4 separate regions of the Mus musculus genome follow, and all the other regions are linked to region 2. Evidence: chromatin contacts called from public HiChIP or PLAC-seq and promoter capture Hi-C data. All regions are on one chromosome and are shown on one strand. The core of a region is the stretch at or near the end of the contact, and the rest is flanking DNA. Distances in the headings are between cores, read along the strand shown. Region 1 holds the start of Rbpms (RNA binding protein gene with multiple splicing). Region 2 holds the start of Tnks (tankyrase, TRF1-interacting ankyrin-related ADP-ribose polymerase). Region 3 holds the start of Prag1 (PEAK1 related kinase activating pseudokinase 1). Region 4 overlaps Gm38414 (predicted gene, 38414).

Region 1 (3,147 bases), core at 434-2,933, 1.0 Mb after region 2:
ACATTATTTTCCTTTAGAAACTTTCCCACGTCTCCAGATCCCCTCAAAGAAAACTTATGATCTAAAACCAAGTATCACTATGGATTTTCACTTCGCAACGCCTTTAAAAGCAAAAGAACGACGTTGCGCGTATCCTGCTTTTTATAATTTGAACCAGGATTCAGCGACTATGTTGCCTTGGAGTTGTTTGGGGTATCTTGTCTCCACAACACTACTTTGAATTGCCTAAAGGCAGGGCCCTTATCTTCAGCTCCCACCCTCTCCCGCCTCACCCCACCCCCAACCGCACACAAAGCGGGGAAGGGTAAAGAATGTGGAGTAGGGAGAAAGAGATAAACAGTTAAACCAAGCCATAAATGAGAAATCGTGATTGGTGCGGCATGCCAGACGAACTTCCTCAGAGAGACAGGCACCATCCGCTGAATCGTGGGTTTTAAATGTCTGTCCAAACTAGTCAAAAGTCTAGGAGCTTACAGGATCTATTGTTGGAAAAGTTCTCTAGGACCAGGAAAATGGAAACTTCCTTAATAATAATGCTAGCTTCCGCCTATTGTAAACCACAATTGTGCAAGTATGGGTGTTAGGAACCTGAGGCTCGCCCCACCTATAATCTCTAAAACCCTGGGATATATATATATATTCATACATACATACATATATGCACACACACATATAATGATTGTAATATATATGTGTGTGTGTATATATATAATCAGTGAAATGGGAGAATATGTATGTGTGTGTATATATGTATGAAATATTTATTCATTTTATAGATGAGGAAGTGGAAGCTATGCGGTCATCCGGTGTTGGGTAATTGCTTTGATTCTCTAGAGATAAATGTCTTGACCTTTGAGGGGCAGTGAGGGATATTTAGTCAACAAGTACATATGGAGGGCCTACTACGCTCCGGGACTACGCTCCAGGTAGCCTACTTAAGTTATGGCAGAGATAAACAGGACGTAGTCCTGTATTCCAGGAAGGGGCTCCCCGTAGAGTGATGTAAACAGACCCGATTCCAGAACAGTCTGGTGCCGGCTGTGCGAGTCTGAACAGGGGCGGCCGGAAGCCTAGAGAGCGATAGCGGCCGAAGTGGGGGGGGCGGGGGGAGGCTGGGAGGTTTCGCTGTACTCGGGCACCCGCAATGGGGTGGCAAGCGGTGTCCTGCAAAAGCGGGGCTCGGTGGTGGGCTGTCCCGCGTGCCCGTCACCTTTCTGCCCGGGAAGAACCGAGTCTCGGCGGGTATTGCCACGGAGGGTGGGTTTGGGTGCACACCCGTCGTGAAAAGCAAGCAAACAAAAGTAGCGCGCTCCAGTCCATGTGCCCCCCACCCCTACCCCGAAAGGCTTGTCCTCGGCTCTGAGCCCCCTCTCCAAGCCCACCGCCGCTGGCCCGCCCAGACGCCTAGGTCCACGGGGTTGGAGAAAGAAGGGGCGGCCCGACCTTCCGCCCGCGGTCCCCGCGGCCTCGTGACCCCGGTGCCGACCCCCCCTCCCCCAAGCCCAACCCAGCCCAGCCCAGCCCAGCCCTGGGTTCGACCGCTCCGCCCCGCGCCCCTCCTCTCGCGGGGGGCTTCGCTGTCCCGATCCGCGTCTCTCTGGGCTGCGTCCGGCCGCGCACGTCCAGGGAGGGCGGAGGGAGGAGAGGAGGGAGGGGAGGAGAGGAGGGAGGGGAGGAGAGGAGGGAGGGGAGGAGGGAGGAAGGCGAGAGAAAGCGCGCTGCGTGCGGCCCCGCTGCCCAGAGCCTGCCAGCAGCGCGTCCTCGGCGGCTCCGGTCCCAACCGCGCCCGCCGCCTCGCCTCCTCGGTCTCGGCCGCGTCCCGACTCCGGGGCTCGCCCGGCCTCTCGGAGGTCCCCGCCCGCCGGTCCGTCTCGGCTCTCCGCTGCGCCGCCCGGCTCCAGCCCCGCAGCCCGCCCCGGGGGAAGGTAGCAGCGGGCGAGCGCGCCCTCGCCCTCGCCTCCAACCCCGCGCCCCAGTCCCGCGCGGCGACGAAGGACCGGGAAGATGAACGGCGGCGGCAAAGCCGAGAAGGAGAACACCCCGAGCGAGGCCAACCTTCAGGAGGAGGAGGTACTGAGGGGGACTGGCTGGGGGGCGCGGGGCGCACGGGCCGGGGCTGGGGGGAGTAGCACGGGACGCGGGCGTCCGGAGGGCGCGGGACTGGGTCCACGCGCGTCCGCCTGCCTCTGGTTATTGCATAAGTTTTGAGGACTTTCCCGAGACTTTTGTAAGTAGAATGCTCAGCTTTGTCTACTCGGGATGTTGAAAGCGGAATCGAGAGCTGACTCCCGGGTGACCTCAGATGATTGGGACCAGGGAGGGTCAGGACTTGGGTTCTTGCGTCTTGCAGCTGGAAATTGGAGGGAGGGAGGTATGGCGAAGGGAGAAACTCTGGGAAAGTTCTCAGTAAAAGATACTTCCGACCCCAGCTCCCCTCCCTCTCTTACTCCCTCCCTCCCTTTCGGTGTTAAAAGTTCTGGGTGAAATATCTTCTTAGCTGAGACATTTTGGATTAATAGATAACTCATAGGACGCATTCTTCTCCGATGAGTCGGAGACCCCCGCCGAACCTGGGAGAGGTCGAATGTGGGGGTGGGGGCGTAGAGTAACAAGGGCTAAAAGCTTTGGGTTCCCCAAAGCAAAGGTGCGTGGAGGGTGTTTTTAAAGGGGGGAAAATCACAACTTTATGTGGCACACTCGGAATTTACAAACAATTTGCGGCTGTGGTGCGTTTCTTACTGAAAACGCCGGTGGTGGACGGGGGTGTACTTGGGGCTCGTGAATTTTGTCAGTTTTGTGATATCCTGTTTCGCCTTCACTCCTGCAAATGTGTTATCTGGAATACAAGAAATTATATTTACCATTTTAAAGGTCTCCCAGAATTGAGTGTGCAGTAGCAGAAACTGCCCATCCCACTATAACGTAAAAAAGTGTTCTTACAGGTAATTTACATCCTAATAAAGGGGACGTACACAACCCGAACTGACTCTAAAGCAGTTAGTATGGTGAGAGTATTGGGACGCTTGTGCAAACTTAAACACAGAGAGTGAAACCAAACATTAAAGAAGAGTATCCATCTACCCAACTCAGACCTGCGTGAACTATCCACTGGTAAAGTGGGAACTGTTTAAATGGGGAAGACAGGAG
Region 2 (2,881 bases), core at 286-2,785:
AGAGTGAGAAAACTTACAGGGAAAACTCTCACCAGACTATGAGAGTTTGTGCAGCCGATTGCCACGAACGCCAAGGAGCAGAGACAGGACAGATTTTTGAACTGCTCTTTTCAAAGTGTCTGTAATCTGAGAGGACAGGATTAACATTTTAGAGACTTGCTTTACCTGTTGTCTCTGCGCTAGCAAAGCAGAAGAAAGAAGTCAGTCATTCCAGAGTACGGCCACGTCTCTCATGTCATGTGGTCTGCTCAGTCTCCGAGATTCTCGTCTGGTGCTCCCCCTCCCCCACCCCGCTCCCCCATTGCTCATTCCTGTCCCTTCTTATTCTCTGTCTAGTTAGGTTTGCATACTCCCAATGCCAGTGAGTCTTGCATGCCTCTCAGAGCATCCTTAGTCAGATTTAACTCTGAAGAGACAAACCAAGCGGTGTGTCCTCCTGACCCACTAGCATAGTTGCGGCCATTTTGTTCCATGCTTGCCAGCTATTTCATATTGTTGCTGTAATATGCCTACCAGCCTTTGACATAGAAAAATAGTTTGACTCAGAGAAGGGTCATGCTGGTCACATCCCCTGTTATGTTCTGTATGTCCTGAGGTTTGTTAATCTTAAGGAATTCCACAAAGCTTTACATAGGGCCCATCAAATTAAAGGTCATTATGAACTGTTATGTCAAAAATGGCTTAAATCAGACCTGATCACCTGGCAGAACTTCCTGCACCTGAGAAAGATCTCATTGTCGTTTGTGTGTGTGTGTTTTCCTTTATAAGCTGACAGAAAAAGATAATGTAGTTCAGATAATTCTGAGCTATGTCCATGATCTAATCAGTATTAGGGTATAAATTCAATAATCCGACTCTCAGACCCCAACACTGAGCTATTGACAGTGTGTATGTGCATGGATTCCTTTCTCCGGTATTAAGTACAAATGCTCTTAGAGAATAAAGTTCCCTTATCCTTCCCTCCTGTCCCGTGTCAGAATGAGACGTAAGAGACAGTACAAAGAGACAGTAAGGTGGAGAGATATCTAACACTGCATTTAAAAATATTCCCAATGTGCTAATTATAATTATTCTTCAGAGCGTTTGTATGCATTAGCTCACTTCATTCCTGCAAACAACTTTGTGAGGTGGGTACTATTAATTCCATTTTCGGACGAGGACGTTTGGTAGATGTTTGCATAAGTTACACTTTAATAGCTTCTTCTGAAGGGAGACACCGCAGACTGACGGGTACCCGAGGGAAGACTGAAGCCGACCGAAGCAATCCCGCAGAAAGTGAAGGAAGGCAGAAGTTTCTCAGACAGGTAGTGGCTCACCACAACTTTCAAATCTGCCCAGCCAGCCCGCCAGGGCGTCACAAAAGCCCGTCGCTCCACTACTAAGCCACGCCCCCAGGCTGGTTGTTCTCTGAGCTTCCAATACTTCCCTTCTTCTCTCGGACTCCACCCACTTCGGCAGGAATCATTTCCGGGTATGTTGGATCCCGATTGGTCCAGAATCCGGAAGTGAGGGCGGGCGGTGGCGCCGTTGCCGCAGTGACAGTACGGGGGAGTGGGAAGATGGCGGCGTCGCGTCGCTCTCAGCATCATCACCACCATCATCAGCAACAGCTCCAGCCCGCCCCAGGGGCTTCGGCTCCGCCACCGCCACCTCCCCCGCCGCTCAGCCCGGGCTTGGCCCCGGGACCCACCCCTGCCTCGCCTACGGCCGGCGGCCTGGCGCCCTTCGCCTCCCCGCGGCACGGCCTGGCGCTGCCGGAGGGGGATGGCAGCCGGGACCCGCCCGACAGGCCGCGATCTCCCGACCCGGTGGACGGCGCCGTCTGCACCGTGGCTGCTCCGGCCGCGGTCCCGGCAGCTTCCGCCGCCGTCGGGGTCGCTCCCACCCCAGCCGGCGGCGGCGGCGGCGGCGGGAACAACTCCGCGTCGTCCGCTTCTTCCCCGACTTCGTCTTCGTCTTCCTCCCCGTCCTCCCCTGGCTCGAGCTTAGCGGAGAGTCCCGAGGCGGCCGGAGTTGGCTCCACGGCAACTTTGGGAGCCGGGGCGGCGGGCCTCGGCCCGGGGGTCCCAGCCGTGAGTGGGGCCCTGCGGGAGCTGCTCGAGGCCTGTCGGAATGGGGACGTGTCCCGGGTGAAGAGGTTGGTGGACGCCGCGAACGTGAATGCCAAGGACATGGCCGGCCGAAAGTCTTCTCCCCTGCACTTCGCAGCAGGTCTGTCTGGGACTTGAGAATTGTGGTTTACGGGGTTCGGAGCGGAGGGTGGGTGATTGGACCCAGGACAAAGAAGTTACAGGTTGTTAGCAGGACTTCACCCCGAGAGCTGAAGTTTTTAGTGCATGGGTGGTGGGGACTTGGAAGCGGGGACGAGGTGTGAATTCACCCCTCAGTGTTTGCAACCGTGGTACTTCAACTTATGCAAACTCTGTGTAGCGGTCAACCCTGGATGTGGGCATGCTTAAAACTTTTTCAGTTCAGAGTGTGCCTGCCTGGGACAAGTTGCATTTGAGTCGCTTTAGGGACAGCTTTGTCGTTCGTGAGACAGTTTTGTTTTTGTTTTTGTTTTCGGCACGGTTTTGTCCCCGGAGGACAGACAGTCCCGGGCCAAAAGAAGTGTACGGTAACTCAACAAGTGTTTTAAGAATCTCTCATATTCTTAAGATACACAACGCAAGACAATGGGGTTTGTGAAACGTCACGTTTTCTATGAAGTCGACTGTCTGTTTGGAGAGACTACAGCGGGCCAGTCGGAGACAGTAGTGATAAGGGTATTGTGTGCCTTATGATAAGGGGCAGAGAGAGACAGAGAGCGAGAGAGAGAGCGAGAGCGAGGGCGCAGCTTTGAGGTCCATTGTGTATTTACCTTGTCTCTCAGCTCATTTTC
Region 3 (2,722 bases), core at 13-2,512, 1.1 Mb before region 2:
AAGCAGGACATGACTACCCTAACACCCCACCTCACCCCAGCCCCAGCACTGAGGGTATATAATGGTATCTACATATCTTTTTATTTTCTACTTTCTGAGCAATCATAGTAGGAGGAGTGTGGACTTGAAGCCTGCAGTCTGATCCAATAAGGGGAGCAAAGTTCTGAGGGACCCTAGGAAAGCCAACTTGCTTTCTCTGGGGCCTCCTGTCAAATCTCCTCAGAAGGGGCTGTAAGGTAGAGTTGAGAACTGTGATCAGTTAAGCCTTTCCAACCTGAGTCTGAACTGAATCCGTTGCAAAACTCCTCAGCCTTAGACCTTTGGGCTCTACAATAGGCTCTGCAAAACCATGGTTGAGCTTTACCTGGGAGAACAGACACAGTGAGCGAGCGCTGTGGGCTGAGAATTGCTCAGCCGCCTCCATTCGCATTCCCAGGACTCACACACAAGCAGAGATTCTATTTTCCAAGGGTAAGCGTGCTTGCGTGTGCATGTGGGTGCATGTGGGTGTGTGCGCCCGGCTGCAGAGGGGACATCACAAGCAAAGGTTGGGAGCTAGCTCCAGGTATGGAATGATCACCAAGGTTCATCAAACAGATAGCACCTTCCTTCAGAGATCAGCTGCAGCCTAAAGGTGGCTTCCCTGGACCCCCAATTCGTCACCTCCGGGTCTGGCCGGAGCAGCCCGAACGGCCTCTGCCCCTCTGCTCCTTTGACAATACTCACTGCAAAAGGAGCAGTTCCCAACACACAAAACAGAGCAGCCAGACCAGCAAGACCAGTAAAACCATTACAGCAGTCGATCACCCTTCCCGGAACTCCAAGGAAAAGTTTCCCAGTTTCAAAGCGAGCGTTTCTCAAAAGAATTGAAAATACCCCTCCGACTCCCCAGCTTTCCCGTCTCGGAACCTGCACCGAGGGCACAACCCTGAGCACGAGGTCCGGACTCTCCACGCGCTCCGGATCGGTAGCCTGTCACCCCTGGGGACGCCAGCAGGGGCTGGCCCGCCGGGCCACCGCAGCGACTCTGCGAAAGCCCCTGGGCCGCCACGTTCGTCAGACAAAAAGCGGCGGGATCTGGAGAGAGAGTGGTGGGCTCACCTGGGGTCTGCGGTCTCGCAGCCTCGCCGTCGGTGACCCAGCAGTCCGTTGCCCCGCCGGACGCCTCGGAGCATTGTCTTTAGCGTGTCTGCGCGGAGTGCTTGCCCAGCCGCGGGCGGCTGACTTCTGCCTGGGCCCGGCGGCCGGGTGGCAGCTGCGATCGCGGCTCCGCCCCCTCCGCCTCGGGTGACGCCGCCCGCTCCGCTCCCGCCGCACCCCCGCAGTCCTTGCCGCTGCCCCGCGTCTCCACCGGGCCTGCGCGTCCCGCCACTCTGCTCGTCCCCAGTCCAGGAGGGCGGGCGATCGCCCCTGCCCAGGTCCCTAGGAACTCCGCACCGCGCCCCGCCCCCTCGCTCGCCACAGCGAGGCTCCGCCCCCAGCCCGAGCCTTGGCGCCCCTAGACCTGGAGCTGAGCCCCCCAGAGCGTCCCCAGCTCAATCCCAGCTCAGCGCAGTTCTGCTTGGAAGATCTCTGGTGCTCCCAGCTTTCCTTAACCACAATGCACAGATAGGTGTGTCTGTCGGAGTAAATGCATTCTCATCCCTCCACCCAGCCGACCCTAGGAGACCCTGGTAGGGAGGGAGCAAAAGAACGAAACATGGAAGAGAGGGGATCCGGAGTACAATAATAAGATCTAGGGCGGTGGGCTCTGAAAGAGGCGTGAGCGCCTTCACTGCCACGTACTGTTATCCTAGGAGAACCACAAGCCGGCTGGAGCAGGGCTGGCTGAGAGATTTCAGGTCCTGCTCAGCTCCTCATGTCCAGGCCTCTAGCAAATGGCTCAGCACATCTCTTTGAACTTTAGTGTTTTAACAGTGGAATGCAAATGTTGGCCTGGAGGACCGGCCTTCAATCATGCTGGGGCACCCAGGTCCTCCACCTGTGTTTACACCGCTTCCAGTGCGTGAGTCACTGGCTGAGATACAAGGAGTTCAAGATATTGTTCCTCGGGCGAAAAATCTTTTTTAACTCTCAGGAGAGGGCCAGCCAGTCGCCTCCCTTCCTCCAGCTGCCTGAGTAGGACAGACTTGCACCTTGCCCTGGGTGTTCCCTAAGAAGCCAGGCACTGAAGTTACTGCTCAGGGCCAAGCCTGAGTGAAAACGGAATCCTCCCCCGCACCCCCCCCTCAACACATCTGGTTGCTTCCCTTTGCTTTACAGAGGCAGCGCGGTGTTACATCCTTAATCAGGATGATTCCACGGAGAGAAGGAAGGCACCACTCAGACCCTCCCCCTCTTCGCCTTTATGTGGTGTTAACACTGGCAGCGCTATATAGAATATGAAAGAGGAAGAAGACATGTTTTGGATATGTGTGGCTTCTATGTAAGGAGTGCAAAGGGACCATAAGGAGAATTTACTTATCATTCAATGTCCCTCATTACCCATTTAAGTACGGAAAGACTGATAGGAAGGTGAATAGGAGTCGTACTAACATTCATGAAGAACCTACTACGTGCCAGGCAACGTCACAGGGCAGGGTTAGCACATTTGACACAGCATAACACAGGTCCAGAAGGGTCCTATCCTTTGCCAGGGCTCCTCAGGTGAAAAGTGGTAGTGTTGAGATGGGAACCAAGAGCTGCCTGATTCCACCGAGAGTCCACCACATTGCCCTACCAG
Region 4 (3,020 bases), core at 385-2,884, 1.2 Mb before region 2:
ATGGCTGTTTAATGAGATACATTTCCTTAATGTCATTTGATCCCAGCACAATATGCACATGTATCAGATAACTCACGGTACCCAAGTAATGGGCACAATTTGTTTTTGTCTACCAGCTTAAAAAAGAAAAAGTGAATGAACACTGGAAACTATGCTGCATTCATACAATGGACTGTCACCTGATAGTTGAAAGGAAAAAGCCATGGACACACAGAATAATGCATGGAGGCATGCATAGGGTCTGCACAGCTTCAAGCTAGACAGAGTCCAATAGTGAGAAGGGAAATGGATCTAACCCAGAAGTGATCGATAACAATTCATTTTCTTCAATGGAGTCTCACTAGATATATAAGGCACATTTAAGGGCACCCCCACCCCATGCTCAGGAGTAGATGGCGAACACACAAACACAAAACTTGATTTTTTATTTGTTGTTTGTTTGTTTGTTCGTTCCATATTGCTTTGTTAGGGCACCTTTTATCTTAGTTGTCTTTTTCTTGCATATTATATCTTCTGATTCCGTGTTTTTGTGGATTTTGTTTGTATGTGTGTGTTTCTTGTGTTCTGTCAATGTTTTTCTTTCCTTCCATATTTCTGTCTGTCTGTCCTTATTCTGGTTTGTTTTCTAGAGAAAAACAAAGGGAGGGAGAGAGAGATGGGGGAGAGTCAGATGGTTCGGGAGATGGGGGAGGGAAAACCATAATCAGATTACATGGTAGGAATTTTCAATTAAAGATAATAATAAAAGAAAATATGTCACATAAATGCATAGAAATCATAATCATTTTGCCAAATCCAGATACCCATAAACTGTGGGATGGGCAAATGTATTTTGCACTAAGAATACTGAGGTCATGTGGTACCCCACTGAAAGTGTCTGAGGGGTGTCAAAAGGGATTTCAGAAAACTTGCCAAGATTATTACAGCTCTTAATAACTAAACAAAGCCACAGTCTTTATCAACCAAAATAGCCACAACTGCTAAGGCCTCAGAGAACATCAGACAGTCATCTCATTGTGATGCGTGACTGGCAAGACGATCTCCAGGCAAGACATGACGACCTCCAGGGTTGGCATGTTCTACAAACATGAATGAAAATACATTTCCTTAGGAGTCTTCTGGATGCACGAAGTGGTTAAACAGTTAAGATTTGGATATTTTACCTCACGAGTGGTGTCTGTTGTTACTGTTGTTTGTAGTTCAATTCCTAGAACTGACCTAAAAGCTTGATTGTAGAGGCAGGTATCCATTATCCCATTCCTCCTATAACAAGAAGGGAGGTGCAGACAAGAGAATCATCTAGAAGCGTGTGAACTACCAGCTAGTCGGGTACTACCCTGCTCTGTGTCAGAAACAAGACCTTGCCGCAACAAAATGGGCAAGCAAGGGCTCTCCACAAATTGTCCTCTGATCTCCATGTGTGTACTCACCCTCTATCAAGATCTCAGAGTTTGCCAAGCACTGATGTTGCTAACTAGACTCCAGAGATGAGATTAAAGGCCTTCTCAGCCAGCAGGTTCTGCTCCGTTTTGGGAGTCTCCAGTTCTAGGTTCGTGCGTTTGTGCCTATGCACGCATGCTCTGGGGAAGCCGGCCTTCATTGTCTTTACTTCCTCTGACCTTTCTGGGGGATGGCAGCTGGGAAGAACTGGCAGCTGCAACCTTACCCTGCTTAGGCCTGCGAGAGAGTCCACCTCCGGATGCAGAGAAAATTGTCATTCTCAGCCAAAACAAACACTTTCCCATCTGGGAAGGCCACTGAGTGACAAGTGGCTTTTGATGTAGACATCACTGCCCCAGAGAGCTATTTATTTGGAAGCAAGAGGAGGAGGAGGAAGAAGCTTGAGTGCGGGGGAATTGAGCTATCATATCCGTACTTCTGGCAACAGGATCTTCAGGGCTCTGGGCTAAAGAGATTACTCTGGTCCCTTCAAAGTAGTTTCTGAAACCACTCTCTTCCTGTCATAGCTCTCACGTGGCTTTATGGGGGCCCCTGGAATGGTTTGTTTGGGTTTAGCTCGTTGTGACAGACAGGCCTGAAGACCAGAAATGGGAACGAAAGCAGTTAGTCTGAACTCCGCTGCCGACTGCAGTTTAAGGGCACGGGGAGTCCCAGGAAGCCAGAGAAAACCAAATTCCTTTTGTAAAAACGAACAGTGAGGGGCTCTGAAAGAAAGCACAAGTCACTGCCGAGAAATAAAAGTGTGTCTTTTAATGCAAATCCAAATCTGGGGAAACTCATACATGGGTTTTGTTTTCTTGAACTGGGAACGGTCATTTAAAATGACAATATTCCTTTAAAATGACAATATTTAAAGGTTTTGTCTCTGTCTGGTCCAGCATGTCTCTCAGCGTAAAGTTCTGCATTCTGAACTCACCCAGGTTTAGTGGCACCAGGATGGTTATATTTAGGAGAGTTGGGACAGTCTGAGCATAGCCAGGAGCATCCAGCAAGTTCAGCATAGTAATAACACTAAGATTTCCAGCGGAAAAAAATCTCATGGTGTAGATCACAAAGCAGACAGCTTAGACAGCACAAGGATATCTCTCTCTCTCTCTCTCTCTCTCTCTCTCTCTCTCCCCCCCCCCCTCTTTGTTCAGATAGCCTGTTTGGTGGGCAGCAAAATTGTGCATATCGTACATGCCGGGCAAAGAAACCACGTGGTCTCCCATCCTACTTGGAGTCGAACACAGAGAAGCCTGGGGGGGGGGGGGAGGGCAGAGCAGAGATGCTCAGGAAGCTGACTGTGGCATCGAGGCAGTTTGAATTCAGGCTTGCTGCCAAGGGTGTAAGGAAATATAGAAGCAGAGACTGATACAGGGGCTGGCAGGGCTGAGCTATCTCACCCAGCCCACAAGGCTATACAGGGTCTCAGAACAGGAAGAAGGTACAGTGGCAGAACAGGGGCTCCGGTGGAGGAGTCGGTCCAAGAGAGAACTTTGTTTCTTCAAGGTACCAGAGGGAAGGTCATCCGTGAAGTTAGTAGAATCATTAGAAAAACAAAACAAAACAAAACAAAA

The links. HiChIP or PLAC-seq counts read pairs in DNA pulled down with a chosen protein or histone mark. Capture Hi-C pulls out chosen DNA fragments and counts their contacts.
Region 1: an H3K27ac HiChIP or PLAC-seq map of extraembryonic endoderm stem cells shows a contact between it and region 2, with 2.7 times the contacts expected there. The contact joins the promoter of Rbpms here to the promoter of Tnks in region 2. A contact is called at or near these places in 2 of 39 promoter capture datasets (the C10 cell line and pre-B cells), 2 of 115 datasets of contacts at active chromatin or transcription factors (extraembryonic endoderm stem cells and pancreatic cancer cells) and 1 of 9 other capture datasets (adipose tissue).
Region 3: a promoter capture Hi-C map of liver shows a contact between it and region 2, with 2.2 times the contacts expected there. The contact joins the promoter of Prag1 here to the promoter of Tnks in region 2. A contact is called at or near these places in 1 of 39 promoter capture datasets (liver), 1 of 115 datasets of contacts at active chromatin or transcription factors (extraembryonic endoderm stem cells) and 1 of 9 other capture datasets (liver).
Region 4: a contact with region 2 is called in an H3K4me3 HiChIP or PLAC-seq map of pro-B cells, with 5 times the contacts expected there. The contact joins the enhancer-like site here to the promoter of Tnks in region 2. A contact is called at or near these places in 2 of 39 promoter capture datasets (the HPC-7 cell line and pre-B cells), 2 of 115 datasets of contacts at active chromatin or transcription factors (astrocytes and pro-B cells) and 1 of 9 other capture datasets (liver).

What each region holds. Positions count from the first base shown.
Region 1 is chr8:33,928,399-33,931,545 of GRCm38.p6, reverse strand. It overlaps Rbpms (RNA binding protein gene with multiple splicing), which reads left to right and starts at 1,683. Exons shown (of 8, transcript NM_001042674.2): 1 at 1,683-2,070. The coding sequence starts at 2,005.
Region 2 is chr8:34,964,344-34,967,224 of GRCm38.p6, reverse strand. Tnks (tankyrase, TRF1-interacting ankyrin-related ADP-ribose polymerase) reads left to right here and starts at 1,535. Exons shown (of 27, transcript NM_175091.3): 1 at 1,535-2,211. The coding sequence starts at 1,560.
Region 3 is chr8:36,093,368-36,096,089 of GRCm38.p6, reverse strand. Prag1 (PEAK1 related kinase activating pseudokinase 1) reads right to left here and starts at 1,262. Exons shown (of 6, transcript NM_172911.3): 1 at 1,102-1,262.
Region 4 is chr8:36,157,990-36,161,009 of GRCm38.p6, reverse strand. It overlaps Gm38414 (predicted gene, 38414), which reads right to left. Exons shown (of 4, transcript NR_151736.1): 3 at 1,164-1,263; 4 at 1-1,079. Among named protein-coding and RNA genes, the nearest start is that of Gm38414, 3.5 kb to the right of the region's middle. Within about 2 kb of position 1,634, at least 91 of the 459 cell types and tissues checked have an H3K27ac peak or open chromatin away from gene starts, as enhancers often do. A contact at or near this core is called in the HPC-7 cell line, astrocytes, liver and 2 more, where this site is marked.